Regions from separate parts of the Mus musculus genome. Here region 2 is linked to region 1. The links are chromatin contacts, called in public HiChIP or PLAC-seq maps. All regions are on one chromosome and are shown on one strand. Each heading gives the region's core, a stretch centred on a gene start, on an enhancer-like site or on the middle of the called end of the contact. The rest is flanking DNA. Distances are from core to core; before and after follow the strand shown. Region 1 holds the start of Rhoh (ras homolog family member H). Region 2 has its middle 5.0 kb from the start of Gm32474.

The links. HiChIP or PLAC-seq counts read pairs in DNA pulled down with a chosen protein or histone mark.
Region 2: a contact with region 1 is called in an H3K27ac HiChIP or PLAC-seq map of CD8 T cells, with 8 times the contacts expected there. The contact joins the enhancer-like site here to the promoter of Rhoh in region 1. A contact is called at or near these places in 13 of 39 promoter capture datasets (the 3T3-L1 cell line, the C10 cell line, the HPC-7 cell line and 7 more), 20 of 484 Hi-C or Micro-C datasets (the AML12 cell line, B cells, CD4 T cells and 13 more), 13 of 115 datasets of contacts at active chromatin or transcription factors (the 230-238 cell line, CD8 T cells, the HPC-7 cell line and 7 more) and 4 of 9 other capture datasets (adipose tissue, embryonic stem cells, liver and 1 more).

Annotation. Positions count from the first base shown.
Region 1 is chr5:65,862,278-65,867,676 of GRCm38.p6, forward strand. Rhoh (ras homolog family member H) reads left to right here and starts at 1,307. Exons shown (of 3, transcript NM_001081105.2): 1 at 1,307-1,604.
Region 2 is chr5:65,904,715-65,910,981 of GRCm38.p6, forward strand. No RefSeq gene overlaps it. Among named protein-coding and RNA genes, the nearest start is that of Gm32474, 5.0 kb to the right of the region's middle. Within about 2 kb of position 4,322, at least 13 of the 459 cell types and tissues checked have an H3K27ac peak or open chromatin away from gene starts, as enhancers often do. A contact at or near this core is called in the AML12 cell line and CD8 T cells, where this site is marked.

The DNA.
Region 1 (5,399 bases), core at 57-2,556:
CCCCTCTCCCCCTCTCCCTCTCCCTCTCCCTCTCTCTGACAGGGTTTCTCTGTGTAGCCCTGACTGTCCTGGAACTCACTCTGTAGACCAGAACTCAGAGATTTGCCTGCCTCTGCCTCCAGAGTGCTGGGATTAGAGACGTGCCATTTAATCCCATTTAAAGTACCTAAGGCCTGGCTAATCCAATCTCATGTCTGCCTTAAGGTCTTTCTGCTGTTTGCCTACTTGGCACTCCGATATTTTGAGCAAGTTACCATCCTGGTCAGTAGCATTTATAGTGATTCAAGACTTAGGGTGGCGGGGCATGGGAAGGGGAGGGGGAGGGGAGGGGGGAGGGTGTTAATACTTCAGGAGAGTCAAATGGCTGGTTTAGGCAGTTTGACCATGGGGTTACATTGTGGCAGATGGTCTCTACACCTGGCTGGCACAGCGAGGAGGGACAAGTACAGTTGTGTTTTTAGTCAAATAATGAAACTCAGAGGGGTCAGAAAACAGCACAGGGTCTAGTACCTCCCGGCCCAGGTGCTGCTCTGTGGCGGTTACTTGACTTTTGCTATGCCCTTCATTTTTAAATTGTTACTAATACTGGCAGCACAACTCATTATTAATAAGGCAGAGTGATCCAGAGAACCCACCGACTGTCTCCTGCTGGGCTGGTGGTGAACTCCGTGTACAGCTGAGTTTTTTTTTTTTTTTTTACAGAGACTCTCTGTGAAGCTCTGGATGTTCTAGAATTCTCTATGTAGACCAGGCTGGCCTTGAACTCAAAGAACTCCACCTGCTTTTTGCCTCTTGAGCGCTGGAATTAAAGGCAGGTGCCATCATACCTGGGAAACCTGGAACTTCTGATCCTTCTGAACATTGGGATAACAGGTGTGTGCCAGGAACTATGGCTTTTATTCAGTACGGGGCACAAACACAGGGCCAGGCAAGTACGCTACCCATAGGCTCCATTCTCAGCCCGGAAGTTAAGTTCTTAGTTAAGTGCTTTTACTTAAGCTTAAGTTAACCGAGACCAGCCAGGACAGTGAAACCGATTTTCCTCTCTTGTTTCATTTCCTGAAAGAATCATCCCAGTTTCACCCCCTTTCCTTCCCTCAACAGGAGGGAATGGAGAGAGAGAAACGATCCAGAAAGGATAAAACGGTAATCAAACAGAAATCCAGCCGTGCAGCAAAAGCCCTATTTGGCCTCTTGCTTGGGTAGGTTTCACAGGCTCATGGAGGGAAACAAACGCACATGCGCACAGGCCCCTAAACCCACACAGGCGAAACCCCTTTGTGGAGAAGCCAGCCACAGGAAACTCACTTCGGCACAGGAACTTGCTAATCGCTTTTGTCACTTTCGGAGTGTTCCTCTGCCTCGGTCACCTCCGACACTGAGGCCCACCACCTTGGGCTGGACTCTGCCAGTCCGGTGTTGCAGCTTTTCCAACAGTGACTCATTGGGAGCCTTGGGGAAGAGAGAGAGAGAGAGAGGTAGACCTCAGGAGGGACTCTCAGCAGTAATAGATTTGAGCTACGTTAGCTTTTACATGGCGTGGAGAGCTACTTAGACTTCCGGAGTCAGTCATTTTGGTGATGAGACTTGGCATTCTACCCCAGGTAAGACTTTTGCCTCTTTAAAAATGTTTTTTCGGTGTCTCAGGAATCTCTGTGATTTTGTTAAGATTTTTTTCTTCTTCTTTAGGCTGAACATTGTAATGACCTTTTTTAATTTGTTGCAAAGTGTAGACTAAACTCAGAGATGGGGGTGTGTTCGGCCGTCTACCCCAACTCTAGAGTCTTAACAAGACACACTTTGGTTTTCTTTCTATTTTGCTTTGTTTTTGTTTTGAGATGAGGTCTTGGATAGCCTGGGCTGGCTGATGTGAAGTCAAAGATGGCCTTGAATTCCTGACCCTTCTGCTTCCACCTCCCAGGTGCAGGAGTTACAGGCATGTGCCACTGAGTCTTAGTTTCTAAGGTATTCCCATATGTTCTTGGGGCTGTGTCAGAGCTTGCTTGTGTGGGGACTTTAGACTTCATGCAGCAGTGTTTGATGAAGGAAATCTAAGGGCCCTCCAGCATCCACAGAGAGCAGCTTTAAAGTTATCTAGCTATGTAGAAAAAAAAAATCGAAATAAAAACCATATCCCAGAATTCCTATCTAGCTATTCTCAATCCCAATGGCCCCTTTCTGTACATTTCTAGATTAAATTTAGTTTCTCAGCAGGTTTCATGCTGTGCACTGCCAATAGATTGGCTGGGCTGTAACATCCACAGCAACAAAAGCTTGGGGGAAAATCACCGGTTTTAGGTGCTTCACTAAATTAAAGTTGTGACAGATGGGTTCAAGCGACCGGATCTAAGATGGTGCTGTGCATGAGAGAAGAGAAATATAAGGAAACCCGTCCTTCGGTGGACCTTCAAGTCTAGTAGTTACAGCGAAAGATACAGGTTAGGAAACAGTTGAAGAAGAAGCTGGGTCACAGAAGCTTTAACAGCTGTAGGGTTTCGAGAAGGGTTCTGGGAGTGAGCTGGAGTGCTCAGAAGGAAGGATGCTTATAAAGGATGGGGGCTTAGCAGGAAGCCTTAGGAAGGATGGGGGCTTAGCAGATGGAGAAGGGGAAGGTTGTTGTAGACTTGGAGGGCCATGTGGACTTTCCATAAAGAGGAGACTGACTGGCCTAGAGACTGGCCCAGTGGTTTACCCTCTGCCGGATCAGGGTTAGAAAGACAGGGTGTGGGCCAGCTGGAGAGATGAATGAGAAGAGACTACATTCTGTAGTTTTAAACCTTCTTTTAGCCATTTGTAGAGGGACTCGGCCAGTTTTGCATCCTTGGGCCACCTTCTGAGTGCTTAGGACTGTTTTGTGATACCCCTTGGGCCTCTAGCAGTGTTCCTTAGTCCATTGTGGATGCAGAGAAAGGCCTGGGGTGGGGGTCGGGGGGAACCTCTGTGTCTGTTTTCCTATTTAAAGACTTTCAATCATCTGTCTTTCTTCTGGGGAGGTTGACTAGGTGGATAAGCAAGTCTCTGACCTTGAAGAGCTTCTCTTTCAAAGAGAGTGAGCCCTTTGGGCCATATAACAGTTGTTTCCACGGACATTCCCTTAGAGAGATAGCATGTTATAGTGATTCCTGGACCATGAAAACTGGAATCTAAAACCATGGCAAATGAGCAAGAACCTGGAGTCCAGGGGCCCATGTTGAAGCTTGGCTCTGTTATTTCTGGGCCATGGGAACGTCAGACAAGTCACTGAAATTCTTCAATGTTCCTTTTTGTGTTGTTATTATAAGAGACCTTTAAATAACAGTAGCAATAACTGAAAATTACTCCCCCCAAAGGCTGCAGTTGAGATAAAATATACAAAGTGCTTAATGTAGTGTCTAGCTTACAATAAACTCTCAAAGGTCAGCCCTTAGGACTTGTAAGGATTTGGCTATGGACAATGGGGGAAAAAAAAAGGGCGCTGAGCTGGCCCAGGGGCAAGCTTTCTACAAACTTACCTTTTTAAATACATTGTTCCTTTTAAGGGAAATTGGGGGTGACAGGTAAAGGGCTGGGAATGAACTATAGACCAAACACAGAGTTTAGATATTTTATAGTGTTCACATGTGAAGAAAAGAGAACAGATTTGAAAGCAATGTTTTAAGCCTTTCCATGCCAGCTCTTCCAGCTGGCTCTGAGCATCTGCAGTTGTTTGTGAGTGTCTGTCTGGAAGGGTGTCTGAAGGTAGTGGGCAGAATTACAGAGGTTCTTGGAACCCAGGACAGAGAAAGATGCTTATTTCTTGACCCCATTTAAGTCAAGCAATATTACTTCAGTATTTTAGTTGCAATGCTAGCATGATACAGCTGAGAATTCATCCCTGCTCCACAGTTGGAATACTTTTGACCGCGAGTTATTGAAGAAGTGGTTTGGGGTCTGGATGCTTAGGGCCATTGAAAACCTGGGTTCAAAGCTTCCTGCTTTCCCTTCCTCTAGATTGCAGGTTCATATGGATCAGAAAGCCTTTTTAGGAGTGCATTGTGTAGCTGGTATGCTAATTATGAAGCCGGTTCTCAATTATGTGTCAAAGTTGCGAGGCTCTGGCGAGAGATCTCGGGGCAGCAGCCAGAAAGTGGGCCATGAATGGGAATTGAGAGGCAGCATGGCAATATTAGACTGAGGTGATCAGTGAGAGAAGGAAGCCTTTGATGGAGGGGTGGGGATGGGGTACCAGAAGCACCTGGCCTCGGTCCTCACCTGCCCAGTCACCCCTGTGACTGCTTGAATGCTCTGAGCAATCTCTGGACAGTCTGCACTAGGAACTTTCACGCTGTTCTGAGATACGGATGACTGTTGTAAGGTTGACTAGTCTAGTTTTGGCTGGACACCAGAACCACATGGAGAACTTTATGTGTCTTACCATAGCCCTGGAAAGGGCATCCAGGAATCCGTGTGATTGAAAATACAAGCCCCAAAATGACATGGAACCAGTTTTTTTGCATAAGATGATCTGAGAGCCATTAAACGAAGCTTTCTCCTACCCCAACACCAAACACGTCCCCAAACACCAGCACGGTAAACAGTGCTGGGGTGCTCCTGACTGACCTCTCTGTGTTGTGATTGACATTTGTACACCGAAGAGGATTCTCCTTTGTCCTGAATTTATTCCTTGAGATGAGTTTCTGGGAGTGACATGACTGGATTAAGGGTATGAGCAGTTTTAGCTCAATCCTGTTTTCATAAAGGGCCTTCTCTAATACCTCTAGACCAGCGGTGCTCAACCCTCCTAACGCTGTGGCCCTTTCACACACTTCTGCATGTTGTGGTGACCCCCCAACCACAAAACTTTTTCGTTGCTACTTCATAACCCTAATTTTGCTACTGTTATGAATCGTAATGTAAATATCTGATATGGGACCCCCAAAGGGGTCATGACTCACAGGTTGAGAACCACTGCTAAAGTGTTGTATACATGTAGAGCGATACAGTATTATTCTGGGAGAGCTCAAAGGGAGAGATTTACTATCAAGGAGAAAGTGTCTGATCATTTCCCCCTCTTTCTATCCCTGTAGAATGGGGTGCTAGTGAGTCACTTGGGAAGAGATTTCCAGAGCATAACTGATGTGTGATGGCTTCTTCTAGTGTAAGCTGGGACCTTCTTATCTTGCCATTTGGTTTCTGGTAAAACTGAAGTCAGCAGTGGCTTCTTCCCCATTTCCTAGAAAAGAAAACCAAGGTCGAGTCTGGTGAGGTAACAGGCGCCAGGCTTCTCACTGTATCCCTGGTGAGGTAACAGGATGCGGGGTTCTCACTGTACCCCTGAGAGCTACAAGTTGTCATTCATTCAGTTTATTGTTGTAGCAACTGGGTAGTGTGTGTACATGACCTTATTCAGGGAAGTAGATGTGAAATAAATACATTCAGTG
Region 2 (6,267 bases), core at 3,072-5,571, 45 kb after region 1:
TTGATTCTCCCTGGTTGTTTTCAAGTTGGGGTGGGGTAAGGAGAGCTTGTGAATGGCCTGTACTGAGACCTGACCTGGAGCAGTCTACCTACGGTGAGGAAGCTTGGCCCTACATGCAAGTGTTATTATACAGCGAGCAGGGTATATTTAGGAATTTGTTGTATGTATGCAATAACAATTAATGAAAGAAAAAAAAAAAGACACCATGACATTGAAGGATAGGAGGAAAGGGCACATGGGAGCGGTTGGAGAGAGGAAAGGGAGGAAAGAGAAGTTATTATGTCATAATCTCAAAAGAAAAGAAAAAAAAAGGCTACCCCTACTCACAGGACAAAAGTTTAGGTTTTCCAGTGGTTCTGTGATCATCTGGTCAAACTGTGGTGGTGAGGGACCAATAGTGGCAGGTGGATGCTGTTGAAAAGCACACTGACTGCTGGGAGCCTCCGGGGCTTTGAAAGGATAGTAGCGGGGCACAGAGTAGGACTCTGGCGGGGCTTTAAAGTCTGAGGGTCTCCCGATGTTCTAGCTCTCTAAGTGTACCGAAAGGCTGATGATAACTTCTAAAAAGTCCTAAAAACGGCCTTGCTCTTTCTGAGGGTTAAAGCTGCTGGCTTAGGTGATTGACACCTGTAGCCTGACAGCAGGTGCTGGGGGGGGGGGGAGGGTGAGGGAGAGGGAGAGAGGTGGGAATTAAGTAATGTGACCTTTGTTCTAAATTGGCAGGAACTTTGAGGCTCTAATTTTTGGCCTGCTAGTCAGATGTCACAGGAAGAAAAAGGGACCCTTTGAGAAGTGATTATAGTGTATATTACTAAGTTGTAAAAAACTATCCTGTGATAGCTATCTAAGGGGAAAAGCGGAAAGATCCTAAGTGGGGAATGGGGAAAATTCTACTCTAAGTGAGGAAAGGGAAAAAAACTTCTTCTCTTTTCTCATCTCTCTGCCCTCAGTATTTATACTTCTTTCGGAATACATGATTACATGTTAAAAAGTTCATACAAAAAATTAAATCGTGAATTGAAATAGAAATTTACAACAGAGAATGTTTACATGCATATCCACTAGGAATAATTATGTGGCTAAACATCCATCACCTGTCACAGCTCCACGGGTTCACTGAAAGTCGAAAACCATAACTAAGTTATCAGTGAAGCTTTGTATTGACAAACGCAGTCAAGATTTTGTCTTCTGTCCTAGCACCTATATTAAGTCGTTAGTTCCCTTTTTAATTGTTTTACAACCTCTTAGAATGTGCTGAGTAGGAGAAAGTCTGGTTACTATCTAAGAGCAATTAACTGGTGACACACGAGAGGCTGACAGAGTTCTCATTGCAGTTTTGACTATCAGAACCTAATAGCAGTCTCACCATAAAAGAGCTTAATAATCACTGATATAACTTTAGGAATTCTTATAGGATCACCATTAAGACTTAAGTCATCTATTTGTCTATATAGAATCACTATGAGACAGTATATCTTCATAGATCTGCTCAAAGGGGATGGGCTAATACCTAGTGATTGTTATATATGTTTAATAATAAAAGGACAAGCATATTAATAGCAGGAATCTTCCCTAAAATTGAGTTCTCTCGGGCCTTGGCCATAAGAACAAATCATGGATTTATTTTAATCCCAAGCGAGCCATCTCAGGAAGATCACCTACTAGTTATTAGCTTGTCCTTTTATGGCTCCTGACAACTGACATGCAAAAGGAAAAGAAAACAAAGAATTAGTAGGAAAATTCAAAATTGAAAAAAAAAGGATGGGAAAAATAGATTCAATAGACGCCATATTGTTGCTACTAATCATTTGAAATGCACTGGGTTCTCCCTGTCTTGAGCTCCATGCACACTCTACCATATTCCTCATTTGCAGACTGTTGTATAGGACCATCCTCTGGAGTCTAGCTAGATCTGCTCACCAAATTGTCACAGCTGGGCTTATTGACTGTTGAGTTTCCTCTTGGACAGAAGCATGGAGTGTGTGTGTGTCGCTGTCTGTCCTGGGACCCTCATATGAGTATCCAGCCATCCCTCCCTACCAACCACTTATAAGTAGTTCTGCCCTAACTGCAGTTGGTCTTCTGTGGGGAAGAATGGAGGGCTCCATTCAGCCATCATCCCTGGTGGTATGGAGCTGCCAGTGTGGCTACTTTAGGGTCACCCATATCCCTCATCAATTGCTTCCTAAGAATGCCCAATAAACCTATTTATCTCCTGGTTGGGGGAGGGGAGGAGAGAACTTTGGTGTAACTATGTCTTGGTTTGTTGATGGGACAGTAGATATTGTTTATATCTGTTCAAGGGAAGGGATTTTTAGCAAAACAGACTTGCACTGGAATACAGACTATTTGAGCAGCACTGAACAAGCTTATTCACTTCTCTAATAGTAAAGTTTGTTCATTCACTAGATAAACATTCATTGATTGTCTGTTATAAGCCAAGCATTCAGGTGATCCTCTTGCTAGAGTTAAGGTTAGAGCCTCTAACAAGCTAGGCTCAGCCACCATCCTTTGTTGGCCAACTAAAAAGACAAGTAATAGTGAAAAGTAGAGAAAGTAGACTTCAATGTGGCCACATTGGTAAGAGAAAGAAATAGCTATGCCCCATGACCCTCTAAGGGTCTCCCTCTCCGTCTCCGTCTCTGCCTCTCCGTCTCTGCCTCTCCGTCTCTGCCTCTCCGTCTCTGCCTCTCCGTCTCTGCCTCTCCGTCTCTGCCTCTCCGTCTCTGCCTCTCCGTCTCTGCCTCTCCGCCTCTGCCTCTCTCTCTGCCTCTCTCTGCCTCATTGCTGGCAATGTCTCAACATGTACACTCTCGACTACTGTTCCAGAACCATGCCTACCTGCCCACTGCTATATTCTGCACCATGATGATCATGAACTTTACTCCCCTCTGGAAGTGAGCCCTAGCTAAATGGTTTCTTCCATAAGTTGTCTTGGTCAGGGTGTCTCTTCAAAGGAAAAGAAAAGTCACTAACACAAGTAGAAAGGTTGATCTACCCTGAACTGATTTGGGGTCCATGCATGATAAAACAAACTGTGTCCCTCAAAGGGGACTTCTAAGAAGAATTCCCAATTTACTATCTTATGTCTATAAATAACTGGGCATGCATATAATTAAAACTGGATATGTATGGGAAAGGACATTCACAGTGGAGAAATGATTGTATAACTTAGCCCGTCAATCAGCGCAGAGAACCACCTAAACTTCCAGTAACCAAACTCCTCCTTCTTCCCCAACCCCTAAAAAGGCAATAACCTGGAGCCCTTAAGTATTCCCACTTACTGTCAATCTTGATAGTGTATTCTTTTTTTCTAATCCCTACTATAACTTTGATTTGAATAAGCTTTCTCTGTTGCTTTGCAATCTTTGGGTGCCTTTGCACGTTTCGGGTTTTTGTTTTGTTGGGTTTTTGTTTGCTTTGTTTGTTTTCTGAGGCAAGGTTTGTCTGTGTAGCCTTGACTAGTCGTCTTAGAATTCCATCTATAGACCAAACAGGCCTTGGACTCACAGAGATCTGCCTTCCTCTGACTCCCAAGTGCTGGGATTAAAGGCATGCATCATCACTGTCTGGCCTCTGTGCCTTTAGTTCATACTTGAATAAGAGGCTAAGAACCTGGAAACACTGGTCCAGACCATCAGGGACAGAATGAATGCTGAAGCCTTGAATGACCAAGGTGCCATGTTGCCTATAGTTGATCCATCATTGCCTCTGTGTAAACTCCCTTTCCAACAGACAAGGTCTCCTTCTGACTAGCACCAGAGTCCCAGTCTTTTCCATCCCCAACACAGGACTCAGTGCGTGGTGAATTCCAATTCCTCGGTGGTCCATTGCTACCATAGTCTGAGAGCCAAAGGGGTTAGGATGGGGGACACACATATCTTTTTAGAAGATTGTTGTTCCGGCCACAGGCAGGTTACAATCCCTACTTTCTTTGTCTTGAGTGATTATGACATCATGTTATGATTACATAATGAAATACCAATAGCTGAATAACTCATTAATCAAGTGTGATAGTTACTGCAATAGCATTGAAAAGAAAAATTGTCCCAGTATGAGACTAGGAGATCCCCTGTTTTGTGAGGAATGTAATTGATGACTTTCTTCTGGGAAGGAAACCCTTGCTCCCAATGAAATGCCTGACTATTTTCTGACAGAGAGCAATGGCATGAAGCCTTGTTCTGGGAAGCCCATTGTACCAGGCAGATTGCCAGACCATAGTCCACGCTGCCTGGCCTTCCCTTCTCCTACAATATGCTCTTGCAAAGTGTAAATCTTTGAACTGGATTCCCAGAGGCTCCCCTCCCTGCAGAATGACTGCAACACAGTGATGGTCACCAGAAAGGAGGGAGAGCTCGTTCTGATGGGTTGGTGGAGTGAGTGAGTCAGGGACCCTGAGAAAGTGTTGTGTGATATTCATAACTCAGAGTCTCCATCATAAGACCTTGAGAAACATCAGGCATGCTGGCACATGTCTTTAATCCAACTACTTGGGAGTCAAAGGCAGGTGGAGCTCTGTGAGTTCAAGACCAGCTTGGTCTATGTTGTAAGTTCCAGGCCAGCCATGACTACATAGTGAGACTGTTTTGAGGGAGAGAGAGGGAGAGAGAGAGAGAGAGAGAGAGAGAGAGGAAGAGGAAGAAGAAGAAGAGGAGGAGGAGGAGGAGGAGGAGGAGGAAAAACAGACCAATAACAGGAACCCAAACCCCAAAACCTCAGGAAGAGGCAGTATGAATTAAATGTTGGGTGAGAACAGCTTGGTGCTGTGCCCAGTTCCCATCAGTGTACCATCGATGGTCACTATGACAACCTGGACTCTGGAGTCAAATGCATGCCTCCCAAGATCTGCTACTCTCGGTAGGTTGACTGCTTAAGCAAAAGGTTTCTTGGAAAACAGCCGAGGCATGAGGACAGCTTGTCCCCAGATACCTTTTCTAAAAGCAAGAGGTAAAGTTCCCACATGGAAAATGCAAAGACCCAGTCTAGCCGTGAGAAGTTAGGTCTGGGGAGCGCTGACAGACTTTAAGTGGGCTTTGTTTTGTCGCTGTTATTTTTCTTCCCACAGAAGCTAGCCGTTTCTTTACAGCTCACTACTTCTGTTGTTTCTTAACCCAGCTCAGTGGATACATGACTAACCCCAACTGCTAACGCCAACGTCATGTGCTGATGGGGACTCTAGGACCACATAACTCACAATAAACGCATTTGTATGCTTTGCTCTTGTAAACCTCTCCTAGGCTAGCTTAGCTCCAGGGCTCAGCTGAGACCCTAAGGGGATAGAATAGGAGGCATGCCAACCTGCGTTTCCTTGCCCAGAAGAGTCTGAAAGTCCTAGGTTGGCAGTTGATTTCCATCAAGTTCTTGGCCCCAGTTTACCTTCTGACCAGCCGATAGAAGCACCCTGGCCAGGTAGTGGTGACGCATGCCTTTAATCCCAGCACATGGGGGGCAGAGGCAGGTGGATTTCTGAGTTCAAGGCCAGTCTGGTCTACAGAGTGAGTTCCAGGACAGCCATGGCTAGACAGAGAAACCGAAGTGGGGGAGGGGGAAAGGAGCACCCTGTGGCAGGATCCAGGGAAGGGCATCTGTAGCTTCAGGTGCTCACTCTTAGGGATAAGGATGGGGTTCCCTCCCCCAGCTCCAGGCTTGATGTGGAGATGGCATCCACATTTTTTTTGCTTTCAAAGTCCTTCCTGTGGACTATGGAGGGATAGCTAAGTCATAGAGCAGGCCCCAGCAGGGATATGTTCTTAGAGGCCTACCAAGTCTGCCCGCCACCTGCTGCAGTGGAGAAGGCAGAACCCACTTGTGGCTTTGACTGTGCAGCTGTGGCTCAGGTATAGTTCTGGGCTGTCCTTTGAGCTCGTGGTTGGGGCTGAAGGGGGGAGGGGGGCTGCTACACTCCACTTGAGCCCGTCTCTTCTCTTTGCCTTGAGTGAGGAGTGTGTGAGACACTCACACTTGCAGAGCAGAGTGAGTGTGTGAGAGGCTATGAGGGGAGGAGATGCAGCAGGTGGCTGTTCCTCAGCTCTGTCCCTACTGTGGTGAACGGAATAAGAAAACAACAACAACCAAAAACATCAGGCCCATAGCAAGCTTCGCTGGCTTATGGGGCACCTTCATGAGAATTAGAAAATGTCAAGGTACCTACTCTGGGTACCTTGCTTGGCCAGTGAAGGTGCCCAGAGCTTGGCAGGCTCAGTACAAGCATGGCTTCAGTCTGCACTGTCTTTTCTGCCTCTTGTCTTATTCAGTGAGCAGCCCACA